Regions from separate parts of the Mus musculus genome. Here regions 1, 2 and 4 are each linked to region 3. A link is a contact called in public promoter capture Hi-C data. All regions are on one chromosome and are shown on one strand. The core of a region is the stretch at or near the end of the contact, and the rest is flanking DNA. Distances in the headings are between cores, read along the strand shown. Region 1 holds the start of Coa7 (cytochrome c oxidase assembly factor 7). Region 2 holds the start of Prpf38a (PRP38 pre-mRNA processing factor 38 (yeast) domain containing A). Region 3 holds the start of Osbpl9 (oxysterol binding protein-like 9). Region 4 holds the start of Zyg11b (zyg-ll family member B, cell cycle regulator).

The links. Promoter capture Hi-C pulls out the DNA fragments that hold promoters and counts their contacts.
Region 1: a contact with region 3 is called in a promoter capture Hi-C map of pre-B cells, with 3 times the contacts expected there. The contact joins the promoter of Coa7 here to the promoter of Osbpl9 in region 3. A contact is called at or near these places in 1 of 39 promoter capture datasets (pre-B cells), 1 of 484 Hi-C or Micro-C datasets (pre-B cells) and 1 of 9 other capture datasets (adipose tissue).
Region 2: a contact with region 3 is called in a promoter capture Hi-C map of liver, with 4 times the contacts expected there. The contact joins the promoter of Prpf38a here to the promoter of Osbpl9 in region 3. A contact is called at or near these places in 4 of 39 promoter capture datasets (liver, neutrophils and pre-B cells) and 1 of 9 other capture datasets (liver).
Region 4: a promoter capture Hi-C map of pre-B cells shows a contact between it and region 3, with 4 times the contacts expected there. The contact joins the promoter of Zyg11b here to the promoter of Osbpl9 in region 3. A contact is called at or near these places in 3 of 39 promoter capture datasets (liver, neutrophils and pre-B cells) and 1 of 9 other capture datasets (adipose tissue).

The regions. Positions count from the first base shown.
Region 1 is chr4:108,325,672-108,330,311 of GRCm38.p6, forward strand. Coa7 (cytochrome c oxidase assembly factor 7) reads left to right here and starts at 2,481. Exons shown (of 3, transcript NM_027250.4): 1 at 2,481-2,619. The coding sequence starts at 2,514.
Region 2 is chr4:108,576,127-108,581,083 of GRCm38.p6, forward strand. Prpf38a (PRP38 pre-mRNA processing factor 38 (yeast) domain containing A) reads right to left here and starts at 3,210. Exons shown (of 10, transcript NM_172697.3): 1 at 2,859-3,210; 2 at 803-962. The coding sequence starts at 2,988. Orc1 (origin recognition complex, subunit 1) reads left to right here and starts at 3,328. Exons shown (of 17, transcript NM_011015.2): 1 at 3,328-3,449.
Region 3 is chr4:109,200,463-109,204,935 of GRCm38.p6, forward strand. It overlaps Osbpl9 (oxysterol binding protein-like 9), which reads right to left and starts at 1,810. Exons shown (of 24, transcript NM_001368727.1): 1 at 1,643-1,810. The coding sequence starts at 1,753. It overlaps Gm46867 (a long non-coding RNA gene), which reads left to right and starts at 1,731. Exons shown (of 3, transcript XR_001784406.1): 1 at 1,731-1,787.
Region 4 is chr4:108,298,571-108,303,481 of GRCm38.p6, forward strand. It overlaps Zyg11b (zyg-ll family member B, cell cycle regulator), which reads right to left and starts at 2,520. Exons shown (of 14, transcript NM_001033634.3): 1 at 2,321-2,520. The coding sequence starts at 2,350.

The sequences.
Region 1 (4,640 bases), core at 1,231-3,730, 870 kb before region 3:
ACCAGCCCTAGGTTTAGTTTCTTACTTAAGGTGTTGAGGTCTGCCCTCCACCAACATGTATGTAGCCATTTTGTTTCATGCCTACCAACTATTTCATATTATTGCTATAAAATGCCTGCCAGTCACGGACACAGAAAAATAACCTGACTCAAGTTTGGGCTAATCATATACCCTGTATGTTCTGTATGTGGTATGTTAATCTTAAGAAATTCCACAAAGCTTTACGTCGGACCCATAAAAATCAAAGGTCAATATGAACTGTTATGTCTAAAATGGCTTGAGTCAGAGCTGACCACTGGGCAGCACTTCCTACGCCTACATATGAGCTCAGTGTGTGTTTCCTTTATAAGCCTTTCCTGAGAATACACTAGTACCACAAAATTAGGTTCCCGAGTCCTTTTTGTGGCCCTGAATGTCCAATTTTGGGGTATTCATTCAATAAACTGTTTTTGCTTAACTGAGAACAGTGTTTTTATGGTGGTTCCTGGTCCCCAACAAAGGCAATCTTGTTATGTAGCCCAGGTTGGCCTTTAACACACAACTATCTTCCTGTCCCAGCCACCTGAATATAAACATATGCCACTATGCCTGACTGAAATTAATTTTGAACACAAGGGTCTCAACTAGGCATGGTGATACATACCTTTATCCCAGCATTCAGATGCAGAGGCAGGCGGATAGGCAGATAGGCAGATTTCTGCGTTCAAGGAAAGCCTGGGCTACAGAGTGAGTTCTGGGACAGCCGGACTACGGAGAAACCCTGTCTGGAAAATGAGAGAGAGAGAGAGAGAGAGAGAGAGAGAGAGAAGAAGAAGAAGAAGAAGAAGAAGAAGAAGAAGAAGAAGAAGAAGAAGAAGAAGAAGAAGAAGAAGAAAGGATAAGAAGAGAAGAGGGGACAGGAGGGGAGGGGAGGGGAGGGGAGGAGAGGGGAGGGGAGGGGAGGGAAGGGAAGGGAAGGGAAGGGAAGGGAAGGGAAGAGAAGAGAAGAGAAGAGAAGAGAAGAGAAGAGAAGAGAAGAAGTTTCTCTGGCTGGCCTAGAACTTGGTATGCAACTGAGAATGACCTTGAACCCTGACCCCCCTTGCCTCTACCTCAACAAGTGCTAGGATTGCACCATGCCTGTTTTAGGACATGATGAAGACTGAACCCAAGGGACCAGGCAAGTTCTCCAACAGATGAGCTACTTCTTCAGCCTAAATATTATTATTATTTTTTTTTAATAATGGCTTACTGTTTTCCAAGCTATCCTGGAACTCCTGGAGGCCAGGTGGTGTGGCCTCTTCTGAGGCCTGGGCTTGCTCAGTTCTTGGAAACAGAGATTTATGTCTAGTCTCCTGAACTGCCAATGTGAAGCCTGTCATGGAGTCAGCCTGTCTCAGTTATACAGAACAAAGCAAGTAAGCTTCTAGATGTATCCAGTAGGAGTAGGTTAAGGAGGGAGGCTCCAAAGTAAAGGTCAGGCCTTCTCATCCTGGACCATGTATTCTAAGGGCTCCCTCTAGTGATTACAGATATAAACAAGATAAAAAGAACACGGATAGGTGGATGTGGGAGCTTGTATCTGCAACAGTACTCAGTAGGCTGAGGGGGGAGGATTGTCTCAAAGTGAGATTCTATCAAAGGAAAAACAGGAGAAGCCATACATAAAAGTCAGTTTTAGCCAGAGGCTCTGGAGTAACGCAGAGCTTGTGCTATCCTGTGAAAGATGTGTCATGGAACTGCTTTTAAAACCATGAGTCCATTCCCAATCGGCCTTTCCCTTTCTCCTTGCCCCAATAAACCTCTTCGGTAAGATCTGTTGCATCATATGACTTCATAGTGTTCCTTGGCTTCAATCCGCCATGCTGCTGTTCTAAAACTATTATAGTGACCATGTTGTCACTATAATCCCGACCACTGATGTGTTCTAATCATAACTCGCAGTCATATTAATATGGATGATTTTGATGGGTCTACAAAGAATATAGAGATAAGGGCATCCCGTGGCAATTGCACAGATTTATTTATTTCGGTTTTTCCGGCCATATTTGGGACACACAAGGTATTCAAAATGCTTGCCACCCAAATGAACGAATGCTTTCGGAATAGATTTCAAGTTCTGTTTTACGATGCTTCAGAGTACTTGGTGGTGAGCTGCAGCCCAACGCTGTAAGCTTTGGTAAGGCTGGGACCTGAGCTCCCGGCTGTGTCGGCTTTAGAACCGGAACTGAAGAATGTCTGGCTGATCCAGACTACAGGGAGAAAACCATTAAGGGGCAGTATGGCCTCAGATAAACCGACGCAGAAACCTGGGAGAGGGCTGTCCAAAAAGAAGAATAAAAGCCTGGAGGGGTGGGGGGGGTGGGGAGCTACCACCGCAAAGGATGATGGGAAGCGGTAATCGTCTCCTTCCTTCCAACCCGCCCCCGTACTGAGGAGCGCTGACGTCACGCACGCCGCCGGCATGCCCCGCCCCTGGGCTGGCTCACGTAACTGAGGGTGGAGCCACAAAGCGATTTGTGGGAGTCGGAATCATGGCGGGCTTGGTTGACTTCCAGGACGAGGAGCAGGTGAAGTCCTTCCTGGAGAACATGGAGGTGGAGTGTCACTACCAATGCTACCGCGAGAAGGACCCGGAGGGTGAGCGCCAACTGCGCAGCCTGGGACATAGGGGAGGGGAGCGAGCGTGGGGTGCAGTCGTGGTCACGTGGCGGGCCGAGGACGCCTAAGGACCGGGTCAGGGTCACTACGGGCCTGTGGGCGGGAAGTTGTAGTGCATCGGGGGCGGGGCCTGCAGCGGAGGGCGGAGCCCTCAGGCTAGATGCTGTGTAGTCAAGTTTAGGGTGCTAGGACTGGAGGTGTGAGGGTGAAGTAGAACCTCGGTGTACATGTCTTTGAGGGAATCATTTAACATGCAGGAAATAAATGAAATATATGCTAGTAGTAAATGCGAGCCAGAATTGGTTGGCATCTTGCACCTGTAATTCTAGCGTTCGGGAGGCTGAGGAAGGAGGATCACTTAGAACTCAGGAGTTAAGGACTAGCCTGAACTACATAGCAAAACCCGGCCCAAAAAAAGAATTGGAGAGGGAGATTGGAGTGGTGGTCCAGTAATTAGGAGCCCATTTAAAGTTCTAGGAGATCCAATGCCTCTGGCCTCTGCTGCCACCACACCACATGCTCGTATACACACATCCATAATTTAAAATAATAAAAATTAAATCTTTTTTTTTTTGAGACTGTCATTATGTAGCCTTGACTGGCCTAGAACTTACAGTGTAGGCCACGCTAGCCTTGGACTCAGAACTGCTTCCTCTATCTTCTGAGTTTTTGGCATGAGCCACAGGCCTGTTAACAAATTAATAAATTAATTAATTTGTTGAGGTGTTATTCTTTGTGTAGTCCTGACTGTCCTTCTGTTGATCAGGCTAGCCTGAAACTAAGATATCTGCAAGCTTCTGTTTCTCAAGTGCTAGAAGGTGTGGGCTGCCACCATCCAGCACAAAATTTTAAAAAAAAATTTTTTTTTTGTTTTAGTTTTTTCGAGGGAAAAAAAAGTTTTTTTAAGGTAAGTGAAATGTGATAAAAAGAACTGAGTGAAGGGCACTGCCCAATGACATGGCTTTTGAATAAAGCTTTGAAGGAGGAAAGGAACCATTGTAAGTCTTTGCCAGGCAGAGGTAATAAAAGGTCAGAAATTGACTATATTTATTTATTTATTATATGTAAGTACACTGTAGCTGTCTTCAGACACTCCAGAAGAGAGCATCAGATTTCATTACAGATGGTTGTGAGCCACCATGTGGTTGCTGGGATTTGAACTCAGGACCTTTGGAAGAGTAGTCGGTTTCCTTAACCACTGAGCCATCTCACCAGCCCCAGAAATGGACTCTTATGTGCAGTGAGGAGGTGGAGTGTATGAGTGACCAGTGCCCAAACAAGTGTCCAGTGTCTGTAGGTTGTTTTCCTATTGTTTTAATTAAGGGAAAAGAATGAAAATGGCTCTGGCCCTCCTTTCCAGTAGCTTACAGTCTAGTTCCCAAGAAATGACTTTCTGTTTCTTGAAATTAGTCCACTATAGTGTGACTCTGGATAAGGAACCCAGGATTATTCTGTTTGTTTGTTTGTTTGTTTGTTTGTTTTTTCGAGACAGGGTTTCTCTGTATAGCCCTGGCTGTCCTGGAACTCACTCTGCTGACCAGTCTGGCCTCGAACTCAGAAGTCTGCCTGCCTCTGCCTCCCGAGTGCTGGGACTAAAGGTGTGCACTACCACGCCCGGCTAAGATTATTCTTTGGGAGCTAGTCCATGTCCCAATTGAAGAGAAATTTCAGAGGAATTGACCTTCTGTGGTCTCTGAGGACCAGGGTGGTTGGGCATAGTCCACAGAGGCCAGCTGTGTAGTCAGTGCGGGAGAGGTTGGGGAACAGAGAGCTCTTTTGGAAGGTGAATTAAGGATTGCTCAGAATCAAGTCAAATTAATGTCTGTTTTGCAGTCCTGAGGCACAAAGCCAGGGCTTCTGAGTGTAGCGGGGAAGTTTTCTACCACTGGGCTCTAGCTCCAGTTCCAGATTAAGTTTGTTCAGGGAGCCCGGACTACAGTGTACCCTGCCTTTCTAAGCAAGGAATTTAGACCTGACTCTGTAGGCATGTTTGAGGAGTT
Region 2 (4,957 bases), core at 1,960-4,459, 620 kb before region 3:
AATCTCCATTTGAAATTCAAGCTTCATCATGTGAGAAGAACAGTACAGCAATGAATATGCATTCTGGCAGGAATCCTAAGTGAAGCCTAGTACTCAGGAGGCAGCGGATAGAGGACTGCCATAAATACAAGATTAGCCAGGACTGCATTGTGAGGCAATATCTCAAAAAAACCAAACCAAACCAAACCAAACCATCCTCTGAAGCCAGCTTTACCTCTCCAGCTCACATTGGAGGAATCAGACTCAGCCCCCTGGCATTTTTCTGCCCTCAGGCTTGATCTCAGCCACAGATCTATGAATCACTATATGTGAAGCCCTTAAAACATATTTTGTTCGGCATAGGATCAGCTAATATACCTGCCTCCTACACCTGCCTCTGCATTCCTAGAGAATAGATAATATGAAACAGCTAATTACGTTTACCCTACATTGATAGGCTTTAAATAATTAAAGAAATTCTATGGGGTCACAGTCAATAGGTAACAAAGTCTAAATAAGATACAGAACTAACCTTTCAACTAACATCTTATGTTGTATGACTCCCACATCTGATGGCTACCAACATATGGCTTTGATGAGAATCTGTGTGTATGTGTGTATGTATGCATATGTACAAATACTATGTGTGTATACTTATTTAATTTGTGAAATCTGTTTGGGGGAAGGGGGAGTTAGGTCTATGTTACCACAGCAAACAAAATACAAGTTCAAGGGCAAAAGCGTGTGGAAATGAAACACAACAGTCCTATTAACAAAGCCAATTCTGAACCACTAGAAGTGTTGTACTTGTTAACATACTCACTTGAAATCTTCATTTTTTATGAACTCAACAATGATATCCTTCTCAGGTTGAATCTGAAGCATTTTCAAGGTTAAACACAAAAAAGGAGTTGGCTTTATGTTTCCACCATACACACCACCAACGAACTTTAACTCCATGGCTTTGTCCACTACAAGTTCAGCTGAAACAGCCAAAAACAAAGTGACATACATCTTAGACATATTAAAGGCTTTAGTTTTTCTTGGCCTTAGTTTTTCTTGGTTGGAAGGTTAAATAGCTAAAGGTTTAGAGTTCCTAAATAGTCAATAAGAATTTAATATTAAGAGAACAAGAGCTTATTAATAACAGCCTTAAAAAGGAAAAAAACAAAAAACCCTGAGCATGGTGATGATTGCTCAGTCCCAGCACTCAGGAGGCAGAGGTAAGCAGATCTCTGGGTCTGAGGCAGCCTAGTCTGCAGAGTGAGTTTTAGAACAGCCAGGGCTACATATGCCTGGAACTACAGCACTACAGAGAGAGACAGACCCCTCGTCCCAGTCTCCATTAATTGTTTAGTCCATCAAGGAAGGGTGGGACTCATGAGTCCTCAATCTTTATACAACAAATTATGAGGGAAAAGTCCTCTTATTACTACCAGATGCTGGTCTGGGGTGGTGTACAACTTTAATGCCGGAACTCGGGAGACAGAGGCAGGCACATCTCTGTGAGTTCAGGGCCAGCCTGGTCTACAGAGTGAGTTCCTGGACAGCCAGGGCCAGGACTACACAGAGAAACCCTGTCTAAAACAAAACAAAAAAACAAATAATCATTGTCCTGGCTTCCAGCTAAGGATAATGAGAACAAAAAAGAGCTTAAGTGATTTTACATGCTCAAGAACCACAGCCAGAGTCACACCAGGTGAAGCTGAACAAAGCTACGACAGCTGACAGAGAGCCACTCTAAAAAACTTAGGAGCCAGCGAGGTGGCTCATGCCTTTAATCCTAGGGACCAGAAGGGGAAGGCAGATGAATCTCTGTGTGTTCAAGAGAGTTCCAGGCCATCCAAGGCCCCCTGTCTCAGGGGAAAAAAACAACAACAAAAAAACCCCAAAACAAAACAGAAACCTAAAGGACTAGGGGAAGCAGGTCAAAAATGAAACTACTGACCCATTTAAGAACAGCAAGAATTTTATTATAGGAATGGTGAAGTTCCTTGAACATCTTCAAGCTGCATTAAAGGAACCCTTATCTGGTCCCTGAGATAAACAATCTAGGACCCAGCAGACTATCAATAAATAAATAAACAAATAAATTAATTAATTTAAAAAAATGGAATGGCTCAAAAAAAAAAAAAAAAAACTAAAGAAATCCTTCAGCATCAAGAAAGACCGGTCAAGCCGGGTGTAGTGGCGCACACCTTTAATCCCAGCACTCGAAGGCAGAGGCAGGTGGATTTCTGAGTTCGAGGCCAGCCTGGTCTACAAAGTGAGTTCCAGGACAGCAAGGGCTATAGAGAAACCCTGTCTCGAAAAACAAAACAAAAAAAAGAAAGACCGGTCAAGCAGGACGTGGTGGCGCACGCCTTTAATCCCAGCACTTGGGAGGCAGAGGCAGAGGCAGGCGGATTTCTGAGTTCGAGTTCGAGGACAGCCTGGTCTACAAAGTGAGTTCCAGGACATAGGACAGCCAGGGCTACAGAGAAACCCTGTCTCGGAGCCCACCCCCCCCCCCCCCCAAAGAAAGAAAGAAAGAAAGAAAGAAAGAAAGAAGGAAAGACCGGTGAGCCCTGCGGTGCTGGTGTATTCCTTGAATTCCAGCACTCGGGAGACAGAGGCAGTTCGAAGCCAGCAGTTCTCCAGGACAGCCAGGGCTATTACAGAGAAACCCTGTCTCGGAAAACGGAAAAGAAAAAAGAGAAAAGAGAAAAAGATCGTGTCAGATTTGTCTGTGTCCCGTCTAGTACAAGTCCAGGCACAGAGCAGTTTATATGAATAGTTGACATACTCTTCCAGTATCACCCCCAAAGGGTCCGTCCTTCCTCACTCAGACAGAAGAAACCACCCGTAAGCCGAGACGCGGGCTGCGCGCTGTCGCTCACCTGTAAGTCCAAAACACTCTTCTTTCCAGTACTTTGATTCATAGATTCGCGTCCGGATGATCTTCTCCACCAGATACTGAGGGTTGGTGCCATGGATGCTGTGGGCATCCTTCACTGTACGGTTCGCCATTTTAGAACTCTTTCAATTCTATTTCCGTCGGCTTGCTTAATACGTCACATTCAGTATTTATTTAAAAGAAGGGAAAAAAAAAAAAGGACTACCGGAGGCTAGGGAAACATTAAGGAATCCCTTGCGACCGCGGAAAGCCACCAGCTTCGTACCGGAAGCTGTGGCGTAGAACTCTTTCGCCGGAATACGCACACCCCGCACCAGAGAGGGCCCAAGCAAATTGGCGGAAGTACGTCATGAACCCCCGGGAGGGCGTGGCGAGTGTCCGAAACGCCAATCAGAATCACACTGTGGGCGGGGTTTCGGTTAGTGGCGCGAAAAGTTTTCTCCTGTGCCTTCAGTTCTTAGTCAGCTGAGAGCTGGGACTACGTGTTGTAGCCGTGGTCTCCCGGAGGAGCCAGACCTGGACGAGCGAGCGTCCCCCAGCTACTCCAGTGCCTGGACTGCAAAGCGTCGGCGAGGTGAGTGCGGGTCGTTGTCCACGGACTGCATACACGTGCACCTAGGGCCGTCGGTGCCGGCACCGCTCGCAAGCCTGTAAACCTTCTCGCCTCCCCGGAGCTCCAGGAACACTTCCTGCACTGAAGGAGACCTCGGAGAAGCGGGTGGCGCCGGCCCTCGGTGGGGAGCCTAAGGCTTTGGCTCTCCGCGTGCACTGCTTCTGAAAAGCACTCGCAACCTTTCCTCTGGAACCGCGGAGCTGGTGTTGCTCTCCGCTTTACTGGTGATTCCGCCCAGAGACAGACTTTCTCTAAGTCACTTTCTGGGACTTTGGCGTCTCCTCTCCACATGGCTTGCCCTTAAGTGAGCTTTCATCTCCAATCACTGGAGAAAACATCTAATGGCTCGTATTCTACTTTCTTGGGTCTAGCCTTCTCTTAACAATTGGAGAAATTGGGAGTTCTAAGCTTTGAGCTGTGAGATTCCTGTCACGAGGTCTTTTTAGTTTTCCATAGAAGTCGAATAATCGTAATTATTTTCTACTGTAATGGTTTTTAGACATTTTTCTGTGTAGAGCCGGCTGTCCTGTAGCTTGCTCAGAACCAGGCTGGTCTCGAATTTAGAGACTGCCTCTGCCTCAGGCCCTAGAATTAATGGCATGCACCACCACACCCTGTTTTTTCAGAATTAGATTGGGGAAGGTGCGGGAGGGGGGTTCAAAACAGAGTTTCTCTCTGTAGCCCCGTTTGTCCTGGAACACTTATAGACACACATCTCAGCCCCCTCTCCTGAGAGGCTCCTCCAGACTGTTGTTGCTAATCCTTCCTATAGACAAGTTGTTCCTCTGGCTTCAGGATGAAGTTCTGGGGACAAGTCAAACTTCTTGGAATCCATTGTTTCAATAGTTGGCTACAGTAGGATGGGCATTGGTTTATCATACCGTATTTTCTCTTAGTCTGATTATCTTAGAACAGTGCTTAGCACACAGGCCTCAAATAATATTGGTTGAATAAAAAGAGATACTATTTTTCCATTTTGTGGATTAGGAAATGGGTCCGGTGGACCTGCCACTCTGATTGGGAAGCTGTATATATTACTGTATATAATAAGCTGCCAGAAGTAAATACTATTTTCACAGGTGATACGATGATACATAAGGTAAGGTAGCTTATTGGTATCTGACTGTTCAGACTTAACTTGTACAAAGATAACATCTCCCTTTCATTAGCAAATATTTATTATTGAGCATCTTCTATGAATTTACATTGTTCTGGGGTTACTTTAAAGATTTAAATGAGGTACATGTGTCAAGAGTTTGGGCTTAACTTTTATTAAGGTTCCTTTTATGTTTTTGCATTGGGTATGGTTCCTGTACTGGGTTCAGACTTGTGGTGTCCTTCCATGGATATCGCTAGAAGTCAAACTCTTCTCTTTGCCAAACCAATCCTCCTGGCTCCCCAGTCCATTCACCATTTTTGCTGATAATCAAAATCATTTTGCTGATGGAGGGGGGGGGTTGGGGGTGTGT
Region 3 (4,473 bases), core at 560-3,059:
GTGTGTGTGTTTTTTGTTTTTTAATATATTTGGTTGGGGGTTGTTTTTTGGTTTTGTTTGTTTTGGGGTGTTGTTTGTTTTGTTTTGAGACAGGGTCTCTTTAGGTACACTGACCTGGCTTGACCTTAAAATTAAGAGGCTACATATACAAGCTACTGTATTCAGCTTTGAACAATATGTTTGTGTCTCATTAAAATTTGATCCTTTAAAAATTACGTAGAAGAGAGGCTAGGAATGTGGGTCAGTGGTAAAGTGTTGACCTAGCATTTTCGAGGCCCTGGGCTCCATCAAAAATAAAAATAATAAAGACACAGAGAACATAAGTTCATATCCAAAGAATGATAAAGGTGACCAACGCTTGTAGTTTGGCAGACCTGCCTAACAGCATGTACTTTTCTACTTCCTGTAGCAAAAGAGAAATTTAATGGGAAGCCTGACTCCACCACTTACAGCTGTGTATGTGATCTTGAGCTAATTACTTAAAAGCCTGGAGTCTCAGATTCCAAAACTGTAAAATGGGAGCATTAAATGGGAATAATGAATACCTACCTTGCAAATTTATTAAGAGTAAATGAATTAAGGTGCCCACTAGACTACACTAAAAGCTCGAGAAGAGAGGCAGCGTCTACACAGCTGTCGATTCTTGCTGGAATGAAGACCCGCAGGACAGGAACTCAATGATATTTTTAAATGAATGAATAACTATGTGTCCCTACTTCCCTCATCCACACTAACTCTTCTCCCATAATCGTATTTCTTCGTTTTTCTTCTATCATTTTCTAAAGCCTTCAAGACATTCTATATTTTGTCCTTCTGGGTGCTTTTCTTCTTCTCACGGGCTATTATTAACAATACAGCTCAAAGAAAGTGGCCCCGTTAGTAATTTCTCCAACACCGCCCACCTTCCATTTCTAATGCGAAGGAGGTGGAAGAGGCGGTCAGAACATAGGCTCCACAGCATTTCATCTACCTACCCTGGGCCACTAACTCGCGTCAACAACAGCGAAGTCGGTCCTCTCCAGAACACAACTTTCAGGGCAACTGCACCATCTCTTTCTACATCTCCGCAACCAGAAGACTCGCGCAGAGGGAATCCTCTGCTCTCAAAAGTTACGGAGTCCGTTACACTCGTGCCCCGCTGGAAAGAGGGGTGCATCCCCACAGTAGGACAGCCTTGCTGGACAGACTGATGGGATTTCAGAGCCCACGGTGTGGACGCGGGTCACCTTTGGACCTGGCCAGGTTCCTCTGACCACTGCTCCGAGAAGGCAGCGCTCTTCGAGCCCTGGAGGGAAGCTAAGGGGTGCGGCCAGTGCCCGGGCTGGGGACAGGAGAGACGCACAGTGTGGACAGCTAGGCTGACCTGCCACACCGGGACTACGCCCACCCGTACCTCGTCTCAGCGCAGACCCTACCTAGTCACAGAACCACTCCCTGAGACACCCGGCTCGCCCCCGGCCCATAAATCAGCCGGCCGGCGCTGCTCACTGGCTGGGTCCGCATCTCCCTTCTGGTCATTGGCTACCCGCACGCAAAGCCCTCCTCCACAAGGGAACCTCGCGTACGGCGGTCTCTCAGCGGAGCACCCCCGCCCCGGCTCCGCGTAGCTCGCCGTCCCAGCAGCGCGGCCTCAGCCACTCACCGTGTAGTAGGAGAGCAGCCCTGCATTGTAGTCCAGCACGAACCAACGATACTGCCATCCCTTCATCACGTTAGTCCATTTGCTCAGCGGCCCTTCCACGATGGACGCCATCTTGGGAGCCGCCAATGACAACAAACGGCCTGACGTCAGTCGCCTATATGGCATTCGGCATGCAGGGGGCGGGGTCTCCGAGAGCCTAGGCGGGACCAGGGCGTGAGTGGGCGGGGCCAGGTGCGGCTCCTCTGTGCAGCTGGTGGACCCACGCCCCTGGCAATCCTAGTCAAGCATGCTTTGTTTCTTTCTCTCTTCGCCTATTGTGTATAGGGCGGGCTGTTATGGAGGCAGAAAACTGAGAAAGCGAGCGTGAATATTTAGATTATTTATCCAAAACAGGCGTGAAGGTGGATACCTGTAATCCCAGCACTTGGGAGACCAGAGGATCGGTAGTTCAAAGCCAGACTCAGCTAAGTAAGACTGACAAAAAAAAGAAAAGAAAAAAAGGAGAGAAGGAGAAAAGGGGAGTGGGGGGACAGAGAGACGGAGGGGAGGGGGGTTTAGAGGTGGGTGTAAGGGAGGGAGGGAGAGACAGACAGACAGAGAGAATAAGAGAAAAACATCTTCAAGAGGATCTGGAGGGTAGGGGAGCACACAACTGCCTGTAACTCCAGGCCATCAGAACTGAGGGTACCAGCACTTAGGAGCAAATATTCCCACCCCACTCAGACATACTCACTAAAGTACATATAACTAAAACTAAATTTTTTTTTTGTAAGTTCAAGATAATCCTTGACTACATAATGAGTTTGAGAGTAGTGGGTGCTACATAAAACTTTTTTTTAAATTGTAACATAAGTTTTGTTGGGTTTTTTGTTTTTTTTTTTTTTTTTTTTTTTTTTTGGAGACAGAGTCTCTTTTGCAGCCTTGGCTGTTCTGGTATTTGCTATATATAGGTAGACCAGGCTGTCCTCTAACTCACAGAGATCTGTCTGCTTCTGGGCTTGGGTTAAAGGTGAGAGCCACCACACCTGGCCAAAGAATTCTATATTTAAGAACCTAGTGATTGGGAAAGCTGGAGAGATGGCTCATCATCGGGTAAGCACTGACTGCTCTTGCAGAGGTCCTGAGTTCAATTCCCAGCAACCACAGGGTGGCTCACAACCATTTGTAATGAGATCTGATTCCCTCTTCTGGTGTGTCTGAAGACCAACTGTGTACTCACATACATAAAATAAATAAATAAATCTAGAAAAAGAAGGGGAAGAAGAACCCAGTGATCCTCTTTTGGCCTCCCTGGCCCCAGACATGTATGTAGTACACAGATATGCATGCAGGCAAAAAGAACTCATATACTTCTTGTTTTGTTTTGTTGTTTTACTGTAGAGAAAAATCTAGGGCTTTGTGCATGCCAGGAGAACATTCTACCCCTGCTATATTAGTCAGGGATCTTTAGAGTAAAAATACTTACAGAATGAATATATTTGTGTATATATAGAGAGATCGATAGATATACACACACACACAGAGTGGGATTTATTACAGGATGTGATTAAGCAAAGACAACAATGGCTGCCTATGCATAGAAAATCCAAGAAACTAGTAATTGGATGTCTCAGCTAGCTAGTCTTCTGTGTATGCCAAAATCTGGAAAGAATAGGCCCTAATGCCAGTGAAGTAATGGACTTGCTAGCAAAAGTGAGAGACGTAGGCAGAAAAGGAGAAAGCGTCCTTCTTGATGCCCTATTTATAGGTTTCCAGGAGAAAGTGTGGCTCAGACTAGAGGTGGATCTTCCCACTTCATATCATCCAGTTAAGCAAAAATCTACCACAGGTGTGCCCAGCCATGTTTGGATTTTAGTTAATTCCCGATGTAGTCAAGTTGACAACCAAGAATAGCTATCAGACCTGCCTTTTCTTAAGAAAACATAGATCATTCTTGACACCTCACAAGAGACCACCCCCAATGTCCATTTATGTATTTGTTACACAAACCACACACTTAATAACCATAGTCTGGGAATATAGCCCAGTAGCAGAGTGCTTGCCCAACATATGTGAGTCCCTAAATTCAACTCCCAGAATCAGGGGACTGTACTTAAGCACACATGCTGTTTTGCTCTATGCACTCTTTTAAGGCTTTGAGAACATTTGCAGAAGGTAGAAAGGAAGGCAAGGATAAACAACAAAATCTTTGATGTGTGAGTTACAAATTGTTAAGTGCTATGGGAAAAAAAATAAAGGGAAGAGGGGTTGGGCCTGAATGAGAAGGGAACTTTCTCAAAGCTTTATACATGTATACACAATCAGCTATACCCTCATAGCTCCTACCTCTCCCCTTTCTTGCCTCTCCCCTCTCATTAGTCTCATTTGTCCCTCTACACAGTTTTACTTCTGTGTTCAAGTGCTGGGATCTTCTGTAATGGAAGCAAATACTAAGAAAGTAAACAGGAAAGTTGCCCAATACTGAGATTCCAGAGATGCCTCAGCTGATACAGTGCTTGCTGCATAAGCAAGAGGACATGAGTTCAGAGGCCTCACACCCACACAAAGGCCAGGTGCATGTCTGTAGTCCCAGTGCTGGGAAGATGAGACAGGAAGTTCCTTGGGGATTTCAGGTCAGCTAGTCCGGCAGAATTGGTGAGATATAAAATCAGTAGCAGACTGTGTCTTTAAAAAAAGAAATGTGGGGCCTGGGAGCTCAATGTGGCAGGGGTGAGTGGGGTGCGGTGGGGTGGATGGGGTGGGGTAGGGCAGGGTGGGAGGAAACATGCCTTTAATCCCAGCACTTGGAAAGCAGAGGCAGGTGGATGTCTGTGAGTTCAAGGCCAGCCTGG
Region 4 (4,911 bases), core at 1,270-3,769, 900 kb before region 3:
AAAAAACCAACTCTGGCCTCCACACACATACACATACACATGCATGCATGCATATACATGTGCATGAGTGTGCTCGAGCTTGCACGTGTGCACACAGACACAGACACACACACAAAGAAGAAGAAGAAGAAGAAGAAGAGGAAGAGGAAGAGGAAGAGGAGGAGGAAGAGGAGGAGGAGGAGAAAAGAAAGGAAGGAAGGCAGCCAGCCCCTTTCAAACAATAAATGTGGTGGTCCCTATCCCTGGATTTTCTATGCTCCAAAGTTCATAAAAATTTCTGTTTATTAGCTAGCCAGCTGATGGTATTTTATTATAGCAACCTAAATGGACTAAGACAGTATCTTTCTCACCACACAAGCTATTACACCTCCTATTTCTTCCATCCTTCCAGGTAGTAAACATGTCATCCTTCACTACAAATCTTTTTCCCCCAGAGAACAGTTTCTCTGTGCAGCCCTGGCTCTTCTGGAACTCTATAGACTAGGCTGACCCCAGGGATCCATCTGTCTCTGCCTCCCCAGTGCTGGGCCTAGAGGAGCACCTGACTTTCACAGCCGATCTTAAATCTCTTCCCAGTCACACTTAAAGTGAAGTTTTCTTCTTCTTTCCCAAATGAGCCACATAAATTCTATTCATCTTTTAGGCCCAGCTCAAATCACGCCTTTGACTCCCCATCCTTTGAATAACTCATTCAGTCTCCGTGGAAAGGCCTGCATTTCCAAAAGTCTAACAGCCTGGTACCTTCTCCAGCAGGATGGCTCTCTAGTCTGAAAAGAATCATCACTACATCTTATTCTACTCCTTTTTGCACCAAAAGACGCTTCAACTCACCCTGAGTAGTCTGCAAGGTGCCTCAAATTTCAGTGGAAGACTGCACTTGACAGGTGGGGAAATGAGATCATAAATCAAACCATTCAAGAGTCTACCTGACCTGGGCACTGGGAACTCAGGGAATTAAGTAAGGCCCAGTTGTTTCCAGACTCTGACTCTCCTTGGGAAGGAACAGAACAGCACACAGTAACAGTGGAACAAGTGAGAGGCAGTCACTGGGAAAAGACAATGGAGGATCAGCAGAGTCAGGGAGCGAGGGAGTGTTTCCCGGTTAAACACCAGACGGTAGGTTACCTTCCTAAAAGTCAGATGGAGGGAAATACAACCTAGGAACTTATGATTATCAACAAGTCTTTTTGACTAGAATGTATTATTTCCTCCCAGAGATCAACATTTATTTTGTATAGGATAGAACAATGCTTTCAATATATACACAGCAAAACGCGGATAACACTTAAAAATGGGACTGTAGTCACAGCCATTTTGAAGCAGAGGAAAATTTGCAAAGAAAGGGTTTCTCCAAGAAAGGACAGAAAGGACAGGACAAATACAACCTTTCGGAGGAAGGTATTCGAAAGACTGTCACAATCTGACTGCCAGGCTGATATTCAGACCTCAAATGCCCTTGGTCTCTGCCTCCTAACAAAAACAAATCATGTGCTCTGAGCAACAACTGTCAAGCCTGCAAATTACAAAAGATTTTTAATTTCCCTAACGGTAACTCCACATGAAAACACATTCAAAATAAAAATGTAACAACCCTTTTTGGCTATTTCTGTCAAAAGGCCTGATAATCACATAAGGCTACAGGATGTACTCTGTAACACACCCCACTCAGGTTTTTGCAATGACACTAAGTAGTAAAGCTTCCAGACTATTCTTCCATACCGCCAATCTCCCCTCACTTCCCCACTCCAAAACAGAACGGAGAAAGAAAGGTTACTAATCTGTATGTACCCGCCCAACAGCTCCCGGGTAGCAATTGCCTTCCAATTGCTCCTGCTTAGCCCTCTGAAACCTGCACAAGGAAATGGGGACAGATGTGTGAGCCGGCGACGGAGGACATCCGACAAGGGGCAGAGGAAATGCGGATGGTCGAGGACCAAGGGGAAGAGGGGGCGCCGGAGATAAAATGGTGAAGAGGGTCGAGGAGGGAAAGGAAGCAAAGTGTGGGAAGGAAAAGTGGGGGGTGGGGGTGACTAACGACCATAGAGGAGAAAGGTTAAAATGGTTGAGGAGAAAGGGGAGGGTTAAAGACAGGGAAGGGGGGACGAGGAGAATGCGAAGGAGGCTGTCACCGGGGGACAAAAGGGTGTCACCGGAAAGAAGGGGGATTAAGGGATGTCTCCCAAAGAGGTTTGCTCCTACTGGTGGATGGGGAACGCGAGCCGGAGGAGACAGAGGGAGGGTGCAGGAAGAAGGGTGAGACGGCTGCCCGGCGTCCTCGGGCCACCCTGCGGGGGGTGGGGGGCAGGCCGCGCTAGCTCACCATGGCTGCGTGGGCCTGGTCCTCCGGCATGCAGCCTCGGTCCTGCGTGCGGTGGCAGGCGGAGCCCGAGCCCGCCGCTAAGATCAGCCGGCTCGGGGGCTCCAGGAGGCTCGGGTCAGGCAGCGGCTCCGGGCTGGGCCCAGGCCTCGGCCTCGCTCTTCTGAACTACAGCAGCCGCTGCCGCAACCTGACCGAAACACAGACTCCGCCTCGCTCGCCGCGCCTGCTGCGCCCCGCCCCCCCGCACGAGGTCCCGCCCCTCTCCCTGAGCCTACCGCGCCCTGCCCCTTAGAAGTCCCGCCCCTCTCTCCCTTGCATGTCTCGCCCCGCCCCAAAGTGGTCCCGCCCCCTGAAGACCCCGCCCCGTCCCGGCGTAGACTCCATTCTCAAACGCCAGCCCTTAAAGGGGCCAACGCCCTCTGACGAGGCTGTAGTCTTTCCGTTTGGAAGAGCTTTAAATCTTACCTCCAGAAGACTGCAGCGCTTACCCTCATTCTTCAAAACTTAACTTCTGATTCATAGTCATTAATTTTTTTTTTTAGTCATTAATTTTTGTTGTCAACGTTCTTAGTGATTTTAGCATTCTGTTACATGATGTTGTTTTGCTGTTGTTTTCGTTTTGTTTTGTGAGAAAGAGTCCCTCCACATAGCATATGTTAGGCAAGTATTCTGCCTGCTACTGCGTCACATCCTCGGGCCCCACAATCTCAATTTTGACTATGGAGCTTTCCCTCTTTAACCTGCTTTTCTTTTTTCTTTTTAAAGATTTATTTATTATTATATCCAAGTACACTGTAGCTGTCTTCAGACAGCACAGAATAGGGCATCAGATCTCATTACAGATGGTTGTGAGCCACCATGTGGTTGCTGGGATTTGAACTCAGGAAGAGGGGTCAGTGCTCTTAACCGATGAGCCATCTCTTGGCTGCCTTCTTTTGATCTTATGTAAATGGTGTTTAGCTATGCTATATTTTTCCACCCTCTAGGTAGCTACTTCAAGTCCCTCTTCTCAGGCCTCCGATATTTCCTTCTTCATGCTCATTTAACTAATCATTTTTGCCTTCAAATCACTGACAAAGTAAATGGACAAAACAGAACATCTATATAAGTTTCCATCACTGACAGTGACTTCCAGACTACCTATAACTCCACTTGTATACTTTTTCCTTTCTGTAGCCCAGGCTAGCCTTCACTATGTAGTCCAGGTATGCTTCAACTCTCCATTTCTCTGCTGTGGTGGTTTGAATAGGTATGGCCCCCATAGACTCCTGTGTTTGAATGCCTGGCCCATGGTGGTTGGTGATACTAGGAAGAGTAGCCTTGTTAGAGGAAGTGTGTCACTGTTTCTCCAGAGCGCACACTTCTGGAGACCTAACCCCCTAGCCTCTTGCCACTGGACCATCTTCCATTTTAATCACTATCAAGTATACAGGTCAGGCAGGATTAAGTACTGGTGAAGCCATCGCCAAACAGGCACTCCAGAAGGCTGCCACTTGATTGTTTCCATCGTGTTTGTGGTAGTGGGAATTAACTACAAGGCTTTGCACATGCTGTGCAAGTGTTCTCCTCTTGGGCAACATCCTCAGTTGTTCAGACTCTGCCGCTCTTGCAAAACTGAATGTCTATCCCTATATTCTTTCTCACTGTCCCTTGGCAAGTACTGTGCTACCTTTTGTTGGAGGTTGCAGCAGTGCTGGGTATTAAGTTGATGACCTCACACACGCTATGCAAGCTCTCTACTACTGAGACACACCCAAAGCTAGCATAGTCCTGATTTTTAATCTCTGTGGATTTGATTACTCTAGTGATGGTTGTTTGGTGGGAGGCTGTGTATTGTGATGCTAAATTCTGTACTAATTCTCTCATTTACCAGCGTTTGTTGTGCAAACCTTGTTCCTTAACTTAAAGCTATTGGTTAAGTAAAAATGGTACAACCAATTACTGGAGGGATTAGAGGTAGGCAAGTTTTGAGTTACCTGGCTGATTGATGTTTGCAGAGAGAGAGAGAGAGAGAGAGAGAGAGAGAGAGAGAGAGAGAGAGAGAGAGAGAGGAGAAGAATGAGAGGGAAGAGACAGACAGAGAGAGACAGAGAGAGAGACATAGAGAGAGAGAGAGAAGGAGGAGGAGGAGGAGGAAGAAAAGGAGAAGGAAGAAGGGGGGTGCTGGAGAGATGGCTCAGTGGTTAGGAACACTGACTGTTCTTCCAGAGGCCCTGAGTTCAATTCCCAGCAACCACATGGTGGCTTACACCATCTTGTAAACTGATCAGGTGCCCTCTTCTGGTGTGTCTGAAGACAGCTACAATGTGCTTATATACATAAAATAAATATTTCTTTTATAAAAGAAGGAGGAAGAGGAAGAAGAAGCTGCCATGAAAAGAGATGGCTCATGAGCTCATGGCCAAGAGAAACAGCAAGTATTTGGGGTACACTGCTGGGGAAGCAGCCAGGCCAGCAGTTAGAAAAGTAGGAGGCATTCATTAGCAAGCTAGACAGGAATGAATTTAAATTAGTTGAACTACACTGTAGATCAGGTGTGTGTGTGTGTGTGTGTGTGTGTGTGTGTGTGTGTGTGTGTGTGTGTGTGAATG